2 separate regions of the Mus musculus genome follow, and region 1 is linked to region 2. A link is a contact called in public HiChIP or PLAC-seq data. All regions are on one chromosome and are shown on one strand. The core of a region is the stretch at or near the end of the contact, and the rest is flanking DNA. Distances in the headings are between cores, read along the strand shown. Region 1 overlaps Tut7 (terminal uridylyl transferase 7). Region 2 overlaps Naa35 (N(alpha)-acetyltransferase 35, NatC auxiliary subunit).

What was found. HiChIP or PLAC-seq counts read pairs in DNA pulled down with a chosen protein or histone mark.
Region 1: an H3K27ac HiChIP or PLAC-seq map of microglia shows a contact between it and region 2, with 3 times the contacts expected there. The contact joins two enhancer-like sites. A contact is called at or near these places in 1 of 39 promoter capture datasets (embryonic stem cells), 21 of 484 Hi-C or Micro-C datasets (3T3-L1-derived adipocytes, the AML12 cell line, CD4 T cells and 7 more), 3 of 115 datasets of contacts at active chromatin or transcription factors (embryonic stem cells and microglia) and 4 of 9 other capture datasets (adipose tissue, embryonic stem cells, liver and 1 more).

What each region holds. Positions count from the first base shown.
Region 1 is chr13:59,797,960-59,803,187 of GRCm38.p6, forward strand. Tut7 (terminal uridylyl transferase 7) reads right to left here. Exons shown (of 27, transcript NM_001373962.1): 12 at 4,057-4,237; 13 at 1,682-2,757; 14 at 1,039-1,189. Among named protein-coding and RNA genes, the nearest start is that of Tut7, 23 kb to the right of the region's middle. Within about 2 kb of position 1,417, at least 10 of the 459 cell types and tissues checked have an H3K27ac peak or open chromatin away from gene starts, as enhancers often do. A contact at or near this core is called in microglia, where this site is marked.
Region 2 is chr13:59,631,373-59,636,058 of GRCm38.p6, forward strand. Naa35 (N(alpha)-acetyltransferase 35, NatC auxiliary subunit) reads left to right here. Exons shown (of 23, transcript NM_030153.2): 22 at 1,576-1,656; 23 at 3,046-3,426. The coding sequence ends at 3,105. Golm1 (golgi membrane protein 1) reads right to left here. Exons shown (of 10, transcript NM_001035122.2): 10 at 3,624-4,686. Among named protein-coding and RNA genes, the nearest start is that of Golm1, 42 kb to the right of the region's middle. Within about 2 kb of position 1,344, at least 10 of the 459 cell types and tissues checked have an H3K27ac peak or open chromatin away from gene starts, as enhancers often do. A contact at or near this core is called in microglia, where this site is marked.

The DNA.
Region 1 (5,228 bases), core at 167-2,666, 170 kb after region 2:
CCAGCACTGGGAGGCAGAGGAGGGCATCACTGTGAGGTCCAAGCCAGCCAGGGACACACAGAACACCCTGCCTCAAATGAGTCTAACCCCAAGAACTGCTCTTGAAATGGAAACCAACTGGGGCAAGGGCTCTAGCCCTGGCTGTCAGGATCCTCTAGAAAGGGAGCAGAGGTGTCTGTGGGTTATTCTGTTTTTAATGGGAAGCCCAGTTTTCTTCCTTAACATCTGAAAAAGCTTAATAAAACGAAAAATGTCAATAGTAGCTAAACACAGTAGTATATGTCCTGAATATTTGGGAGGCTGAGGCAGAGGCAGGTTGTTTGGACCCAAAAATTCAGTAACAGAGGGAGACCCTAGTAGGAAGAGAGGGTAGGAGGGATTAGGTTGGACATGATGGTGCCTGCCTGTAATCCCAGGATCCAGGAGGCAATTTTGATGGCAGCTTCAGGGAGGGAGCCTCCTGGGGGGCAGGGAGCTTAAGTACCAGTCAGGGAGGGGCCCTGAGCACATCCAGGCTAAGCAGCAGCAGGCCTCTTCAGAAATAGAAATGAAACTTCTCTGAGCACCAGTGCTTCCTCAAATGGATGTTCCCTAAAGAGCTTGCATGCGGGCTGTTCAAAGTATTCTTTCCCTCCAGGTAGAGACACCATCACAGAAAAGGGAGCATCCCTATGGCCTGAGAGCCTGGGGCCAAGGGGTATTAGGCACAAGAGGACTGCTGCTCTCATGCACTCACACAGCAGCTGAAGCTGCCTGCAAGACCAAGCCTGTCACTATTCTAGCATGGGGGATGGGGTGGGGAGCTGACAGTGGATGGCCCCCACATCCATGAGTCTACCTGCAGCAAGGCCTGGATTCAGTCGGTTAGGGTGAGGAGAGGGAGTGGCTGTAGGAGGAGCTGGGGGAGGGGTGGTAGGTGCCTATGCTCACAACACACTGTCTGCAATCCTCAGAGTACTAACTGTGAGGCTGGCAGCACCTCTGATGACTCCTGAGTGTCACCCACTGTGGCGCATCAGGTGAACACAGAACACTTACTGTAACACTGGACGCAGACTTGATCTAAGATGTTTGAGAACTTGGGTGTCAGGGGTGGCAACGGCTCCAGCTGGACCCTCTTGAAGTCCTCAGGACAGTCCTTCTTTAGGTGACCTTCTCGCTTACACAAGCTGCACACTACTGTGGGGGACTGCAGGGAGATGGTGAACCAAAACATGAGTGACTGTGAATCTTTGCACATCTACACATCTACACATATAGGCTAAAACAAAGCTACTCTGAGGGCCTGAGATGGGACATGCTACTCTGGGGACGGCAATGGGAAGCGAACTGTCTGTCGTCTATGAACATCCCCATCAGGAGGGACAGGAATCACAGCGCACGAACAGAAATGGGTTAAACCACACCAAACGGGAAGCTACTGGTCCAGTTCATAGAAACTGAAATCAGGGCTGACAAGTAGCTCAGTTGGTAAATGGCACTTGGTGCCAAGCCTGGAGACCTCAGTTCAATTCCTGGGACCCACAGAAAGAAAAGAAAGAAAAAGAGAAAACTGACTTCCTCAAGTTGGCCTCAGACTTCATATCCATGCAATAGCACACTGCCAATTGCTCACAGGTGACAGAGAGAAAACTAGAAACACTATCCACTGGAGTTATTAGAGTCTATTAGTAACAATTACCTTGCCTTTGGTGAAGGTCAGTTTTCTAAATTCGTAGAAGAACTCAGACTGGTCCCCAGGTAAATCTTCCTCAGGAAAGCTTTCTTCTTTAAGTGTTATTCTATTTAGGTCTATGAGCAGAGTCCCACCCACGTTTTCTCCACATTCTCCTGTATCTTCACCCTTAGCAGGCTCTGCCAAGTCATCTTCTTCAGAGAGGGCATCCTCCTCACCTGACCCAGCATACCTGCTGTCCACCTGATGCTCATTAGCAACCCCCTCCTCATCTTCTGTAAGGTTAATGCTGAGCCTGGGCTCCTCTTCCTCCTCTTCTTCCTCCTCCTCCTCCTCATCATCAAAGTGCATGGCTGCAGATGTGCGACTCTGTACTGAAGGGGAAAAGCAACTCAGAGCTGCTGCTTCTTCTAGTTCCTCAGCGCCTTCTATCCTCTCTTCATTGACCTCAGCCTTGTTGTCCAAAGAGGCACAGCTATTACACTCTTCAGCTACTAACTCCAGAGTGTTGTCTGCCTGCAGACCACACAGGCTGCCACAGTTCTGCAGTTCTGGGTGCTTGCTGCTGCTTAAACCTTGGTCATCAGTGCTCAAAGGATGCTTGGTCTTCCTTCTGACTTCCTCGTTGTCACTTCCTGTTTCCGGAAGCTCTGCTGTGGCATCCTCCAAACCCTCACAACTGACCTCTGCCTGGACACAGCCAGAGCTCTCCTGGTGGGCTGGGATGTGCACACCTCCTGTCTTCTCCTTTGCTGGGCTTCCCACCTCCTCAGTGGTATTCTTAAGAGTAACTAGCTGTGCTCTGCAGTCACCTGAGGTTTGAACACCAGGATCTTGAGCCACAGCTGCATTTCCCAGTTTATCAATATTTGTTGCTTGGGGTTCTGGGCCACCATTTTTTGCTTCTCTGTAAGGGTCTGAAACACAGGTGACTGGGCTAGGAGGCTTTGTGAGGTTGGGTTTTGTAACTTTGTGTGGAAGAGCGAAATATTTATATGTTGTCCTCAAACAATGGAGTATATACTCAAACACAGGCTGGTTATTCAGGGTCCTTGCCACATTTCTTTTAACAGAATAGGGGTCTGCAACAAAAAGAGAGAGAGAAAAAAGAAAGCCACCACTTCATACATTTCTGTTTCATCATGCTTAAAACTAGATTTTCCAAGATAAAGCAGGTAACACCAACAGTAGAGTGGATCATGCATCTTACATGCTTTAAACACTTTACAAAAACAACCCAGGTAGGAGTGGGGCAGCAGTTAGGAGCTGAAAGCAACGCTTCGGAGTCTCAGGGAACTGATGCCCCTTCCCTAGCTGCTCAGTGACTGGAGGTAGGAAAGATGTTGTCAGTGTGGCTCCTGAGCTGTGGGGAACTCAGGAGCTTCTGACAGACAGGCTTGCGGCTGAGCAAGTGAGCGCTCTGGACCTCGCTCCGCCAGCCCTGCAGTGTGGCAAGCTTACCTCCACTCTTCCGCCCTGGGAGGCCCCATCACTGAAGTGGCTGGCCTGAGTTTCAGGGGCGAGAGGGAGGCACCAGGAGGAGACACCACTTCTCTCAATCTTTTCTCCTCCCCTAGAACTCCAGCAGGTTAGGCAATTGGCCAGAAGAGCTGAGCCAGAGAAACTGCAGGGGAGGGTTTAAAAATGTGAGATTTCCCCATGACTGCACACAGAATTTATGCAAAAAGAAAAAAAAATCTTATGCAACATAAAACTTGAAAAAAAAAAAAACCAAGCAAAACTGAGATTTCCATGTAGGAGTTTTGCTGTTGTTCTTAAGTTAAAGGAGGAGAGCTAAGATTTCTAGAAGGTTCCAACCTCCTGACTTTGCAAAGCTGAGAGGAGCTCGTCCATTCAATGACACTAACAGGGCCACCAGTACCTGACAGCTGACTCTGCAAAGTGACAGCTTTCACTACAAAGTGTTTTCTATGCAGAAATGACTGCTTTCTGCTTTGAAAATAGCTCTGTTTCCTCTACTGCAGTCAACCAACCCTAAGAACAGCATTTTTCACATGAAAAAGTATTTCATTCATCTTTGCAAAACTAAAGCTCAAAAGGGATTCCTGAGACGATAGAATCTCAAACACAAGAGTGGGGATGGTAGGAAGAGGGAGTAAGAACCCACAGGTCACAGGGAAGCTGGGAGAGCAACTTACAAAGCAGGGACTCGGGTGCCTGTAGCCAGTCACTTGGTAACTAAGACCCTTTACCTTGGGGTAAGTAAGCCCGCTGTCCCTCACCCCAGTGCACCGCATGCAAGAGGCACCAGTGTCTATTTTACCTTCAGACCAGGCCTACCTCTGCTAGGAACTGGAAGAGAATGTGACAGAAGTGGGCTGTTAGACTGGCACCACGTCAAAGTTATCCAACATTATTACCTTCAATTGCGATACGCTTTTTGGGCCAGTCCTTTGATTCCCGTGATATTAATTCTTTGACACGAATACTGATCACTAAATCAGCCAGATTAAACTCTAAAGCATAGAACCGCAGCAATTCCACCCAGAGTTGCCCGACTGGCACTGAAGGCTGATGCTTTATATTAAATGTCAATGGCACCTATGGATGACAAGGAATACAGAGGTTAACCCATACAGCAGCTCAGCCTGACAAGTGCAAGATCAGTCAAACCTATATGAAAAATATGAAGACTCTGGAAAACCGTGAGCTTGACAATCCATCTAGATAATCTAATTGTAAGTTCTATTTGGTCAGGGGTGAACAGCACTGCACTGCACCCTGGGATTCGAGCATGCTAACATTCAGCCATTATCCCAGGAATTTCACCACAGGAGAGGACAGGACCGTGTCATGTAGCCGGACAGCACAGCTAACTGTGAGGTCTCAGCAGGTGGAGAGGCCCCTGAGAAGGCTGAAGCATTGCTGCTGCTGAAGGCACCTCCTCAGGTGTGGATATCCACAGCCCAGTACTGCTAAGGCAGGGAGGAGAAGGAAACTCACTGTCACTGCCCCAACACACTAAACCTGCCAAGCGCCACTTAATTCTAAAGTCAAATAATAGCTGATATCAGAAATTGACACTAGTTTGTCAATCACAGACGTTTGACAAGTTCCAATAACAGATGTGACATAATGAAAGTACATAGGACTTAAGACAGCAGGAGCGGGGGAAAGGTCCCAGTATGACTCAGTCAGCTCACAGCTCTTTCCTGCTCTCTGCAACTTAGTTTCTCCTCTCTATGATCAGCAGCATGGGCAGGATAACGGCTGTGTGACGAGTTTAGTTTCAGACTCACACTCTGCCAGGTACTAGCTGTGATGAGCTTGGTCACGGTCTATAAGGTGTCTAAGACTTGGATTCCTCACCTGGAAAATGGGGATAACAGTACCCACCTCATAGGGCTGTTGGGAGGACTGAGTGAGATAGTGTCTGTAAAGTGCTTAGCACAGTGCCTGGCAGACAGTGTTCAAAAAATGGTCGCTATCATTATCTGCAGAGTAGGGATGATACACCTATAACACAGGACAGTGATGAGGATTAAATCAGAACCAAGGGAAAGCAGCTGGCAGACGTGGTTGCTCTCTGCCC
Region 2 (4,686 bases), core at 94-2,593:
CACAACTGTAATTTGGTCACCGACAAGGTCAAGGAGATTCAGATAGCAAGGGTTAAAACTGAATGGTACGCTGCCATTTCATTGAAGGTTGGCTGAAAAGACTGGGTATTATATGAACAAGTCACTTCCATTAAAAGAGGATTAATGATAGTACCTTAGGCTCTAAGGGGATGTTGAATGCCTTGGAGAAGAGAGTAGGAAAGAGATAAAAAAATCATATTCTAGTGGGGCGTGATCGCAGAGGCAGAAGGATCTCTCTGAGTTCAGGGCCAACCAGGGCTACATAGTAAGACACTGTCTCAAAAAGAAAAAAAATATATCTTCTGGCTAATAAAAATGGTAGTTACAGAAATTTGAAGGAGGTTCAATAACAGAAGACATTTCCTTCATTTATTCAAAGTCTTTCCAAGCACCTATTATAGCAGAAATAGCTGGTATGGGCTCAGGGCAGGTCGGTAGGAGTCATATTATGTATTGTACAGAGTGTAGAACTCCAACCATTTTAAATAACCCATTTTAGTAAATTCTAGAAGGTGAAGTAGGTCACATAGGCATTCAGGGATGGACCAGGACCCACATGCAGGACAGACCTATCTGTCCCTGGAGTATTTGGACAGCCCCAGGGACTTGGGACTCATGTGGCTGGAGTGGGTAGTGAGGGAGGAGCTGTTGGAGTGTGAGCAGTGGACAGACAGCTCTGACTTGTGACAAAGGACCATTCTGTGCTGCTAAAACTGACCCGTGCAGCAAAGGTGGGAGGAAGCCGGAGCAGTGGTCCAGTGAGCGGTGCAGTGGGTAATCAGCCCTGATGTGGGATGCGGAAGGAGACAGGATGACGTGAAGGGTTTTAGCCTGAGCAGCTGAGTTAATTGATCTATAGGGTCACAGTGTGGCTTCTGACATGTCAAATTATCATCATCATTATTTTTATATTTTGAGATAAGGTCTCATCCTGTAGCTTAGACTGGCCTGGAACTACTACCAGGCTGCCCTCACCCATGGCAGGCAGGTCCCTTGCTCAGCGTCTCAGGTCTGAACTTCTGTCTCCCTTTCCTGTTAGATGTTCAGGTTGCTATCCATCTCCCGTCCATCCTGCCCTTGTTTATCTCCACAGTGGTCAGGAATGCAGCAGTGGGAGCTTCAAGGTTACCTAAGGGAAACCTTGGCTTTCCTATGATCGATCCTGTGTTCAGTGTTTAGAGTAGTAATTGTCAGAGAGGACAGGACAGCCCGTCCGTCAGGAGTGTTTCTAAGCTTCACACACAGCCATGCTCTCCTAAGGGGTGTGCATGGAGAAGTGCAGAGCTGGGCTGTTTCCTGTCTGTGGACCCACGACTGTTTGTGCAGCACAAGGCTGAGTACACTGACTCAGTCCTCAAAGCAGTTTTTATGGGGTGAGAGAAGTTGTCTAAGGACTGATATGAGCAGCTCACTGAAGAGAGCTTTGCTCTCGGGTGAAGCCACTACATGGCTCCCTGAACACCCCTGTGCTTGGCTGCAGTCCGGCAGTGGCAGAGGCACTCCTCTGTGCAGACTTAGCTTCCTGCTGTGATGCTCGTGTTCTTCTTGTTTCAGGTCAGTAGAATCCTGAAGGTTGCCAAGCCCAACTTTGTGGTTATGAAGCTCTTAGCAGGAGGACACAAAAAAGAGTCAAAGGTGAGTGTGTTGTAGGGAAGGGAGTGCAGAGCTCCTGTGTACTGTCACAACAAAGGATACCTACCCTCTGTTCCTCCTAGAAGAGGCTCAGCCACCACTTTTCCTCCAGACGGTTAGAGACTTAAAATCTCAACTTTCTTTTTTCCCACTCCCATATAATCACTGACTGCCTTAGGACAGTTGAGGAAGCATGGAGCAGAGTCAAGAGCTCAGAAATGGGGCCTGGGAAGAGAGTCGGTGGTCAGGGTGACTGCCTCCCGGGCTGACCTGATCAGGCGTGAGAACTGGAGCCTGCCCAGCAGGACAGACCCTACACCCACATACAAATTAGATGGAATAAAGAATTTTAAAAGAAGTCCTGTAAAGCAGATTTGGGGAGAGAAGGTACTTAAATGTCACCTGCTTTAGGGAGGCAGTGGCTTCAGTAGTGTCTTAGTTAGGGTCTATTGCTGTAGAGACACCATGACCACAGCAACTCTTCTAAAGGGAAAGTTTGGGGTAGCTTACAGTTGCTGTTGTGACAGGAAACATGGCAGTGTGTAGGCAGAGATGGTGCTGGAGCTGAGCGTTCTACATTTGGATCTGAGGCAGCAAGGAGAGACTGTCACACTGGCCAGACTTGAGCCCACCTCCACACTGACACACTTCCTCCAACAAGGCCACCCCTCCTAACAGTGCCGCTCCCTATGGCCAAGCATTCACACACATGAAACTATGGGACCAGTCCTAGTCAGACCAGCACAGGTAGTCACATGTGGTAGAGCCATGTGTCCACATGTGCATGCATAGAAGCAGGGCCATTTCGCTCAGGGTATTGGGCGTGTCCTCAGGATGGGTACTTTTTCACTCAGTCGTGACTGGTGTGTAAAACAGGGCTCCCTGGACCTGGCACTCCCCAGTTCAGCTAAATTGGTTGCCCAGCAAGCCCCGAAGACCTGCCTGTCTCCACCTTCCCAGCACCAGAGTTCTGGGCATGTGCTGTCGTGCTCAGCTTTTACCATGGGTGCTGGGAATCAGACCTCGGGCTCGCATGCTTGTGCTGCTTGCACTGCAAATCCTGTACCAGCTCAGCCATTTCCCCGGCCCCAAGACTTAAACGCTGATAAGATGTGGCGTTGATATGGAAGATCTGACTTGTTACCCTAAAGCTGAACTGTGTTGCTGTCCTGATCTGGTTGAGCACTTTGTCTGAAGTCCATTTTCCTTGAACGTTCTCTGAACAAACAGCTGGCTAGGTATTTTCTGATGATCTGACAGGAGAGCCTCCTTCCTCGTTTCTGTCCTCTGACTGCTGCTGTTATACCAGTGTCTGTTGCACTGTCCTATTTCTGAAACACAGGAACTCTAACCATGCACATGGAGCCACTGACTTTCTGGCTTTCTTTTTAGGTTCCTCCCGAATTCGACTTCTCTGTTCACAAATATTTTCCTGTTGTGAAACTGGTTTGAAAGAGACTGCAAAGATGACCGTGTCCACTCTAGGGAAGACATCAGTCTGCCACACATGGTGACAGAAAGTGGATCTCTTGAATGACAGACAGCTTGCTACAAGGAAGACTTTTCAGTTTACCACCCTTACCTAGAGAGGATGAGAACTGCTGTTTTAAAGTGGTTTATTGTACTCCATGGGGTAACTGGGCTGGAATGCATTGGTGAACGCTACATGGTTTGATTACAGACTTAATTGTAAACATTTTTTTAATGAATGATTGAGTGAAATAGTGTTTGTAAAGGTTAATAAATTTCTTGACAAAAAAAAAAAAAAAAAAAGCTGCCCTGTGGAGAACTAGAGCGCCACCTTCCGAACAGGCAGTGCCAGCGTTACCCAGAGTCTGCAGGTGTAAGCCTCTACTCCCAAGCTCTGAGGCTTGCAGGGTCAGGCTTCAGTTACCCTCAGCTATGTACTATGTTTGAGGCCCACCTTGGCTACACGAGATTGTGTCTTAAACACCAAACAACCCTAAAACTTGAAGTTTCAAAACACAAGATTTATTAAGGATTTAAGATTCTGGTCAAATTACAAATTGATTTTGAGGTAAGAGGATCGCTAAAGTACATGAGGATTGTGACTGTGTTGTGACACAGATTTCTAAGGGTCTTTAGTCATGCAGTTGAAGGAAAACCACATCACACTGCAGTGTCTGCTGCTGGTATCAGGTAGGAGTTTGTAGGCCGCTGAGTTTCAGGTCTTGTTGGAAAGTGGTGCATCCCTTTGTTCCAGCTGAAGTCCCAAGTGCCCTGAGGTGTAGGTTTTGTTCTTGGCCACCAGCAAGAGACCCCATCCTTGATTTGCTGCTCATTCCTCTGCTGGTCTTGTCACTGGTGTGCTGTGACAACTGTCTAAGCCCGTGGGGTTTCCCATTTGTACTCTGAAGGGGCAGTGCTTTTAGCAGAGTGAGCCACCCTGAAATTCAATCTGGCTTTGTGGTTTGGCCTGACTATTGCTAGTTCATTTGGCTTACAGCAAAAATGACTCTAAGATTTCAGTGGCCTAACTCTAATGTGACAGTGTTCGTTGGTGCTGAGGATGCGACCCAGGGACTCACACATACTGGCTAGGTAGAAGTTCTCACGGAGCTATGCCAGCCCAACCCTGTGGCACCTTCCATTTCCTAGAAACACTGAAGCATGCCTGACTGGACTTGATCAAGATGCTAGCGAAGACAGGATGTTGGTTACTTCCTGGTCAGTACGGAGGTGGTATGGCTCAGCTGTCATGCATGGCTATTGGTACCCTGGAATCTTAGAACCCAAAGGGTAGAATGTGGCCCTTACCTATTGTACTTGTTAAAAAGGAAATCAGCACAGCCTGTCAGCAATATCTACACTTTAAACCCAAACCAGATTAAGGTAGAAAACAAGCACTAGAAATACAAAGTCCCCTTGAGTTTGGGACCTAGGAGCAGAAAAGGTGTAAGAACAGTCCATCTGAGGCTCTGGCAAGTTAAAGTGTAAAGGAAAATGGCTTGTGACATTAAACAGTACTCATCTAAACATGGGGTAGAACTGGGTAGTTCTGCAGTGAGAAAC